Regions from separate parts of the Mus musculus genome. Here all the other regions are linked to region 2. The links are chromatin contacts, called in public HiCAR-type and HiChIP or PLAC-seq maps. All regions are on one chromosome and are shown on one strand. Each heading gives the region's core, a stretch centred on a gene start, on an enhancer-like site or on the middle of the called end of the contact. The rest is flanking DNA. Distances are from core to core; before and after follow the strand shown. Region 1 overlaps Fars2 (phenylalanine-tRNA synthetase 2 (mitochondrial)). Region 2 has its middle 9.8 kb from the start of Gm30489. Region 3 overlaps Ly86 (lymphocyte antigen 86).

Region 1 (2,838 bases), core at 301-2,800, 530 kb before region 2:
AATAAAAATTTAATTGATGTATGTATGTCTAAATAAATGAATGAAGAGAATTGGGGAGGTGAATAGAATCTTTTATAAAATGCCATGCAGGTCCACCGCAGATGGATGGTGAAGAGCAGCTGCAGGTGCAGAGAAGTTATGACGAAGCAGTGAGAACATACTCACTGGAGTTGGCAGATGCATGAGTGAAAGGCTGAGCAAAAGGGATGTCCTCAGCCAGAGCAGGGACTGTCACCAAGAGTGTTAGAGAGGAATGGGGGATGCAGGAAGAAGAGCATCTGCTTCCTGAAGAAGAAAGTACAATTTCAAAATGTAGAATATTAAGTGTCACTTAGTATTATCAGTGTAGAGAGCTAGATCTTTGCATTAAATCTTTAGGGTTTGCTGAAAATATAGGAGTGAAGACACCAGGAAAAAAAAAAAAGCCCTTCATTATAATTAGGGCTGGCAACCAGTGTTCTGATGCTTATGTCTGACGATATTGCATATGAACCATGTCCAGGACAGTTCGTATATCTAAACCTTGATAGTATATGCCTTCCCAATACTTAGTATATGATTTCATAATTAAAATAAGCAATTGAGGTTGAGGCAGGTGGCACAGATCTGTAATCCTAACTACTTGGAGAATGGAGGCAGGAGAATTGTAAACCTAGTGTCTGCCTGGACTACAGGGTTGTTCAAGTTATGTTGTGCAATTTAGTACAACCTGTGCAAAATAAAGCAGTAGGTGACCTGGGGACATAGCTCAGTGGCAGAGAGCTTATATACCATCCAGAAGGCCCAGTGTTCAATCTACAGTACTAGAAACAAGTGAAACATAGAGGCCTCTCTGGACTTGGTTTTCACAAGGACTGCCATTCCTGAGAATATGTCCCAGGAACCAGTTTTTGAGCTTCTGACTTGACCAGATTCAGACACCCACTATACCAGCACCCATTTCATTCCCTTCCTGGTACTCCTCACTTGACTGAAACGTGACTTACTTGCATGATCAATGAAAATATATCACTTGTCTTGTTGTAGCATCTTCAAGACATAAAGTAAAGTGATTAGGAATATGGGCTCCTAAGTCAGCATGCCAGAGTTTCAACTCTTTCAGGAGGGTGACCTTGATAATATTAATTAACCTAAGTTTCCATTTACTAAATATTGCAATTAATTTTTATTGTATTTAATTTTAGTTGGTATTTTTAAGGTTTAAATGAATAAGTTAATTCAAATACTTAGACTGTGATTAACACATGAAAAGTTCCATATCGATGGTGACCTGGCACAGGAGAGCTTTCAGACATTGGACCCCAAAGACTGTGTGTACAACAGGGCATTCTGATAATTTCATCACCTACTCCTGTGGTCGGACATTGCTTAGCCTGTCTAGGTAGACTTCTAGAGTGTTAGGCTCAGAAAGAACTTTCTAGATGAATATAACATTTTACTGGGACTTTTATGGACTTTTGTTTCACTGATAAAAGCCTGACAGCTCAGTTGGAGAATGAGCAATGACATTTCCCTTCCTGTGTAGGGTGGTTAGACACAAAGGTTATGAGTCCTTAAGAACTGGGGCTGGGTAAGTGGTTTAGAAGTAGACCACTCACATAGAGTGCACAAGCTGCTCGGTTCATGCCTGAGTACTGCCCCTGTTCCTTCTAAGAGAGAACACTAAATCTTTAAGTAGTGGCAAACGCAGGAGTCAAATCCGAGTGCTCTGTCTCCTAGCCCCTAGTTGGAGGTGGCTATCTTATACGCCTTGCTTGTGCTCTCAGTGCTCTGCCCAGACCCAGGTGAGAAACCAATGCTTGCACCGCCATGCTGCTCTCAGGCTGACTGAGCAGCTCATCTTGCAACCAGCCCTCTGCCATGAAAATGGTTCTGCTTGGAGGTAACATAGCGCATGCAGGGAGCTTGTACTACTTACCTCACTGTTGATGTCATTGTGAGCCGTCTTAGTATGAGTAGTGTGAGGGACCAAGCACCAGCTTGTTCATTTCTGTTTGAAGACTGTGGTGTGCCTTCCTGGAATTACCCCCTTTCCCCTCTGAGCCCAGTTGAGGGTGCTAAGGTCTATGGGTAAGACAGGAGTCCATATATACTTTAAGGCAAACGTATTAGAGGATTCCTATGTTTTTTTTAAACTGTAAAAACCTTCAAGTCATAGCTTTTAGCATCCATTGGTACTGTTTGAAATTACTAAAGCACTTGTATGAAATTTCATACAGTAGAATTATATCTTTGGTGAACCTCTTTTAGTTTGCCTCCTGGCTAGGATGCATCATCATGCACAGCCCTGAGTCAGGTGAAAGGCATGGACATTTGGATTGATTTTTCTTCTGGATGCAAGTCTTTCCTTTATTCCATTGTTTGAGGACCCTCACTGGGCCTAGACCTACATAGCATGTTGTCTGGACTGTGCTAGGTTTGCCTTCCCCTTTCTTGCTGTCATAGTTATTTATTTTTTTTATTTGTTCTATTAAAAACCTGTTGGACCTTATTCCAAATCCCACCACGAGTGAGGATACGGTATGACCTAGAATATTTGAGGAGTCTGGAGCCAGAAGTGAGTTCCACTTCCTTCTGTGTCCTAATATTAGGCCAGGTGCAGAGGTTTGTTTTTTGTTGTTTTGTTGTTTGTTTTTTTCTTTTTCTCAAGAGTATCTGCAGGGTTTTTTCTCAAGTATATCTGCAGATATTCATCTTTCTTTGGCTTTCAGCAGGATAAAGTAGTTTATAATACATAGTTGTTTATGTTTTAAATTCTATCACTATTTGTCAGTTCTTACTTGTGATGATATATCAATAGATATTATAGCCTCTTATAAAGAATATGCATACAACTCA
Region 2 (2,747 bases), core at 79-2,578:
AACAACAACAACACACACGAGTATTATCAGCTCTAAATAAGAATAAATAATGCCCTTTTAGCGACATGAAAGGAAGTGGAGAACTTTATATGAAGTGAAATAAATAAGATTCCAAAAGACAACCACAGTATGCTTTCTCTCATATGTGGAAGTTAACAGGATCCCCAGTGGAGGAGTTAGAGAAAGTGCCCAAGGAGGTGAAGGGGTCTGCAACCCTATAGGAGGAACAACAATATGAACTAACCAGTACCCCCCAGAGCTCATGTCTCTAGCTGCATATGTAGCAGAAGATGGCCTAGTCAGCCATCATCGGGAGGAGAGGCCCCTTGGTCTTGCAAACTTTATATGACCCAGTACAGGGGAACGCCAGGGCCAAGAAGTGGGAGTGGGTGGGTAGGGGAGCTGGGCAGGGGGAGAGTACAGAGAACTTTCAAGATAGCATTTGAAATGTAAATAAAGAAAATATCTAATAATAATAATAATAATAAAAAGACTGGACGCATACCAGTGATTATCAGGCATCAGCAAGGGTGGAAGGGAGGATGTTTGGAGAAAGTGATAGAAAAGGGGAGGTCTGATTTGATCACTGCAATGTTGTATGCATATGCAAAATATTATACTACACTCCATTAATTTGCACAGTTAGTACTTATTAACAATGATAGTAAAAAAGAGGGAGTTGAAGGCAGGGAGAATAGGTAGGATACTACTCTCTGCATTGGTACAAATGTTAGCTTGATGACAGAAGGTTTTGAGCAAAGAAAAAGGAGGAATGAATGAGGAAGATATTATCCAGAAAGATCAACAATTTCATCTGGCTAAACAGATGCTTGAGGAAAGAGTGAAGCAAGCTAGAGATCATTCCGAAGCTCCAGTGTGTGTAATGCCACCAGGCAAAAATGGACATTCCAGCATGTAACAGGTTTGAGGGGAAAATGGAATTCAATTACACAACAGTTGGATCTGAGATGATAGATAGAAAATTGTGTCAATTGGGATTCTTATTTGGAAGAAAATCAAGCTTTGAAGTGGAAGGTGGAGTCACTTGGGAGTTTGGAGGCGATCTGAAGAGCCAGGCTCAACTTCCCACCCTGAGAGAAGCTCTGGGTCATGAGTTTACCCTGGCTGCCTCTGAGGCTTGGACCCTGCAGTATGCACACACCAGACCTCCTGGCACTTGAGACCCCTTTTGCAGTCACTGTCATTGAATGACAAGCTTGAGAGCCTTGCTTCCTTAGAAGGACTAAGGACTTCTGAAACAAGGGACAGGGCCACCCACCCCAGAGGAGCATAGACCACATTGTCACATCTTGTTGCAAGGGCAGCTGAGAAAATGAGCAGAGCAGTCTTTCCTACCTGTGGTTTTGGTTGCTGCAGTTTCTGTCAACCATGGTCTGAGAATGGAATAGAAAGTTTCAGAAACAAAGATTCATACTTCTTGCTTGTCACCCTGAGCACAAATTGCTCATCTCTGAGCCTCCAGGAAAGTGAATACACCCTTTGTCACTGGGCCCATGATGGAGAGAGGGCATGGGGGGAGGAAGTCATTTACATGACTTTTATTACAATATATTGTTACAATAGCTCTATGATTGCTGTTATTACTCTTACTATGCCTAATTTTATAAATTAAATTTGATTATAATCTTAATAGAGTATAAAACAGTGTATAGGACTTAGAACTTTGTGTGACTCAGAGTACACTGTGACATCTTCACTGAGAATGGGGGGGGGGCTTTTAAAATATATTGGAGTAGGATGTGGGTGCTGTCTCCACCAAAACTCATTAGTTTTCAGAAGTCCCCTAACATGAGAAAAAGGATAAAATTTCAGGTAGACAAAAAGATTGATCATGTACTCAGTAGAGTTTAGCAGTTTGGAAGGGAACACAGACTAGAGTCTGGGATTGGTATACTCACTCTTGAAGGGAATTCTTTTCAACTAGAGGGTGTAGTACAGGGGTGTAGATGCTGAAGATGGAAATTTAGAGACAATGGAACTTATGAGGCCGAAGGAGTCAAGGATGAGACAACAGATAAGTTCTTAAGATATTTTCCATGGAGTGGAGAGAGTCCTAAGCCTGGGGAAACATTAGTCTTTTGATTCAGAGCTCAAGGTTGGCCATTTTTTTCCATTCAAAAAAGTCACTGGGTAAGTTGTGGGTTGATTTTGAGGAAGCAATTGTGGGAGGCATGATGAAACCATTTCTAAGCATGACAGAGAATACTCACTGTACAATTGGAAATGATTTTTACTCGTGTTGTAAAATTACTCACCTGCTCTATTTACTGGCCCCTTAAGGAGAGTCTAGTTGTGGAGTATAGTTTAGCAATTGACTTTATGCGTTTCCCTGAATACTCAATGTCTTCCAGCTAGGTCCTTCTGCACATTGAGTGATAGTTGTTATCAATATTTGAAATCTCTGGCTAAGTAGAGACATTCTGTACACTGGCTTCTGCAGACACCTGCTGAGCAGGGAATCACAGGATCACAGCATTGTTGGAGATGCGTTTACAGTGAAATACATGAAGGGGGGCAGGTACATGGAGTTCTTTGGAGTCCACAGAGCCTGGTTTTTCTGTATTCCTTCTTAGTCAGAAAAATTCATTTTAATTTAATTGATGGAAGAATTAGCAGTGTTCTCTGGCATGGAAAAGAAGTGATGCAAGGTCTTCTGACCATATCTGTAGGTGTCTCAGTCACAGACAAAATACAACGGGCTACACATAATTACACAGAATAGAAAG
Region 3 (3,000 bases), core at 420-2,919, 590 kb after region 2:
GCCTGAGTACTTTATAAAAAAAAGATTTTTTTTTTTTGGTCCATAGTTCTGGAGTAGTCTGGGACATCCAAGCAAGGATGTCCACATCTGCTGAGGGCATCATGCCACTTCATAACATGAAGGAGGAGCAAGTGGAGCAGGTGAAGGGTACTGCTCTGCTTTATTTTTTATTTATTTTATTGTATTTTATTCGTTTTTTCGAGACAGGGTTTCTCTGTATAGCCTTGGCTGTCCTGGAACTCACTTTGTAGTCCCAACCTGGCCTCGAACTCAGAAATCCGCCTTCCTCTGCCTCCCAAGAGCTGGGGTTAAAGGCATGCGTCACCACCGTCCGTCCGGCAACCACTCTGCTTTAACTGGAAACCTGCTCTCCTGCTTACCAGTGCAGTGGAGCCAGTGCACCAATCCCTCGATGAGGGTGTGACCCAGATGCATCTTGAAGATCCCACTCCCTCTTGACACCCTGGCATCACACGACTCTGAGTGCAGTCAAATTTTTCAAGCCATAGCAGGCACCATCCACCAGGAAGTATTCTACCTTTGGGATCCTCCCTGAGAAAAACGGGGCTCAGAAGCCTAACACTAAGCTAGAATGGGGCACGGTTGGGAAAGGGACCCAGGGAGGAGGAGAAGCTAGCCATCACTGTATTGTGGATCTGATCACCACTTTGGGGGGCTTAGGGGAACTGAGGTAGGTCTTTCAGAACTGTGCTTCTCAAGGTCAGGAGGATCCTAGGTAAAGAGCATCCTCTGGAGTTGTACACCATTGATTTCCTGGTTTCTCTCCATGTCATCTCTAAAGCAGAGTCCTGTGCCCAGGTGGCAATCCCTTGACCTGCGATGACAGCAGAGCCCTCTGCAGCCTCTGGATTTCTATGTCTCCCATCCCTCACCAAACACTCTCTGCAAGCATGTGGCAGGGCCCTGCAGCCCGTCTGGACTTGCAGCAGATGTGCAGCGGAACTTCCTGGGTTCCCTGGCCTCGAGGCCCGTGTGCTGCACAGACTTGTATGCAGGTGAAATATCCATATAGGCAGAATAAAAAAGGAAAGTTCTCAAAAGCGAAACAAAACAACTCAGGAACTCTAGAAGACAATGGTAAAAATGGCCCAGATACAGGCATGGCCTTGGTCTAATCCCTAGTATGCACACATGTGCAAATGTATACAAGTATACACACACACACACACACACACACACACACACACACACACGCCCAAGGGGGGGGAGGAAGGGAGGGAAGGGGAGGGAAAGTAAAGGGAAGAAAGGAAAACAAGAGAGAGGAAAAAGAGAAAAGGGAGGCAAGGAAGGGGAGAGAGGGAAGGGGGGAGGAGAGGAGAGGAGAAGGGAGGGGAGGGGAGGGGAGGGGAGGAGAGGAGAGGAGAGGAGAGGAGAGGAGAGGAGAGGAGAGGAGAGGAGAGGAGAGGAGAGGAGAGGAGAGGAGAGGAGAGGAGAGGAATGGAGAGGAGAGGAGAGGAGAGGAGAGGAGAGGAGAGGAGAGGAGAGGAGAGGAGAGGAGAGGAGAGGAGAGGAGAGGAGAGGAGAGGAGAGGAGAGGAGAGGAGAGGAGAGGAGAACCTGTCATGCTACATGAAGAGCTGTGCTGGAGAAGCCGTGCTCAGCCTTTGTCTAGATTTGGCTCAGGAAATCCCCAGAGGTAGAGAAAAGAAACTGTCTTTTATTCACAGCTCGCTAGAGTGAAGTAAACCACTCCCTGCCTCTCCCTCCAGAGACAGGCAGTATGCTCCACTAACCTTCGCCTCTCCCTTGATTTCCCTAGCTTCTCACTTGAGGTTTTGTTGGGCTCCATCTCACAGTGCTCTTGCAGAACACAGGCTGTGTCTCCCAGATTCACAGGCCTTCTCTGCATGCAGAGAGTTCTGGGGGATTATGGTTCTGAAGGCATCTCCATTTTATTTTCTCCATAGTTGTACTATGCTCCCACCAAGAGTGTATAAGCATTCTATTTTCTTCAAAAAGAGTAGCCAAGTAGACAAGAAGTAGAAACGGTTCTAAAGGTGAATGAAGCCATTAATGATAGAACTACACAGCAGATTGTATTCTACCTTAAAGAAGGAAAACTCATCATTTTTAACAGCATGGTTAAAACCAGAGGACAGTGTGCTAATCGTAATAAGCCAGAGAGAGGATTGATGCGGACTGGTTTCCTTTACATATGTAAAATAAAAGTAAAAAAAAAAAATTCAAACTCATCAACTCAGAACTCAGAGAGGAGAGATTTGTTACCAGCCAGGACCCAAGAAGTGAAGGATGACCTTGGTCCAAGGATACTATACTAAAGTTAAAGTTAATTTTTCTCACTGCTGTGATCAAAAATCTAACACAAGGAACCTAAAGGAGGAAGGATTTCTTTTGGTTCACTATCCATGAGATACAGCTTATCACAGCATGGAAGGAGGGGTGTGGCCACATTACATCCACAGCCTCAAAGCAGTCCAAGGTGCACGCTGGAGCTCTGCCCTCTTTTCCCTTCATTTTTCAGTCTGAGATTCCAGACCATAGAATAGCTCAGTGGCTACCTCGGTTGGCTCAGTGTAAAAACCTCCTCACAGATGTGCCCGAAGGACACTCCCCTAGTAAGTTCTCCACCCTATCAAGCTGACAGCATTATCCTTCACAGACACAGACTTTCAGCCGTGAGATGGACCAGTTTTTGAGATCTGACACACAGTGTGAAAACTACACCTCACAATCCTATCTTATTCACTGGAAATTTGCTGACAGGATGGACCTTAATTGTTCTTTATTAGGAGAAATAACACTAGGAGTGTGTGGTTATGTCGGGTAGCTTTAAATGCCTTAGACAGACACTTAGTCAATATAGCTTGGGAGAACCATTTTGCCCTACTGGCCCAGCAGGAAGGAAATGACTTCAAAATGTCACCAGTTGTTGGAGGTAACAGACCAGCACTGATACCCACAAGCTGACTCATATGTCACCTACATCCATATTTGCATCTTTAAGAATCTCCACACAGAT

What was found. HiCAR-type assays count read pairs that join an accessible place to other places. HiChIP or PLAC-seq counts read pairs in DNA pulled down with a chosen protein or histone mark.
Region 1: a HiCAR-type map of Th17 cells shows a contact between it and region 2, with 2.8 times the contacts expected there. The contact joins two enhancer-like sites. A contact is called at or near these places in 1 of 15 datasets of contacts at CTCF or cohesin (the NIH/3T3 cell line) and 2 of 115 datasets of contacts at active chromatin or transcription factors (Th17 cells and astrocytes).
Region 3: a BATF HiChIP or PLAC-seq map of CD8 T cells shows a contact between it and region 2, with 6 read pairs. The contact joins two enhancer-like sites. A contact is called at or near these places in 1 of 484 Hi-C or Micro-C datasets (bone marrow-derived macrophages) and 1 of 115 datasets of contacts at active chromatin or transcription factors (CD8 T cells).

What each region holds. Positions count from the first base shown.
Region 1 is chr13:36,286,396-36,289,233 of GRCm38.p6, forward strand. All of the region lies in intron 4 of Fars2 (phenylalanine-tRNA synthetase 2 (mitochondrial)), which reads left to right. Among named protein-coding and RNA genes, the nearest start is that of Gm40912, 80 kb to the left of the region's middle. Within about 2 kb of position 1,551, at least 7 of the 459 cell types and tissues checked have an H3K27ac peak or open chromatin away from gene starts, as enhancers often do. A contact at or near this core is called in Th17 cells, where this site is marked.
Region 2 is chr13:36,812,778-36,815,524 of GRCm38.p6, forward strand. No RefSeq gene overlaps it. Among named protein-coding and RNA genes, the nearest start is that of Gm30489, 9.8 kb to the right of the region's middle. Within about 2 kb of position 1,329, at least 11 of the 459 cell types and tissues checked have an H3K27ac peak or open chromatin away from gene starts, as enhancers often do. A contact at or near this core is called in CD8 T cells and Th17 cells, where this site is marked.
Region 3 is chr13:37,400,967-37,403,966 of GRCm38.p6, forward strand. All of the region lies in intron 3 of Ly86 (lymphocyte antigen 86), which reads left to right. Among named protein-coding and RNA genes, the nearest start is that of Gm4035, 33 kb to the right of the region's middle. Within about 2 kb of position 1,670, at least 22 of the 459 cell types and tissues checked have an H3K27ac peak or open chromatin away from gene starts, as enhancers often do. A contact at or near this core is called in CD8 T cells, where this site is marked.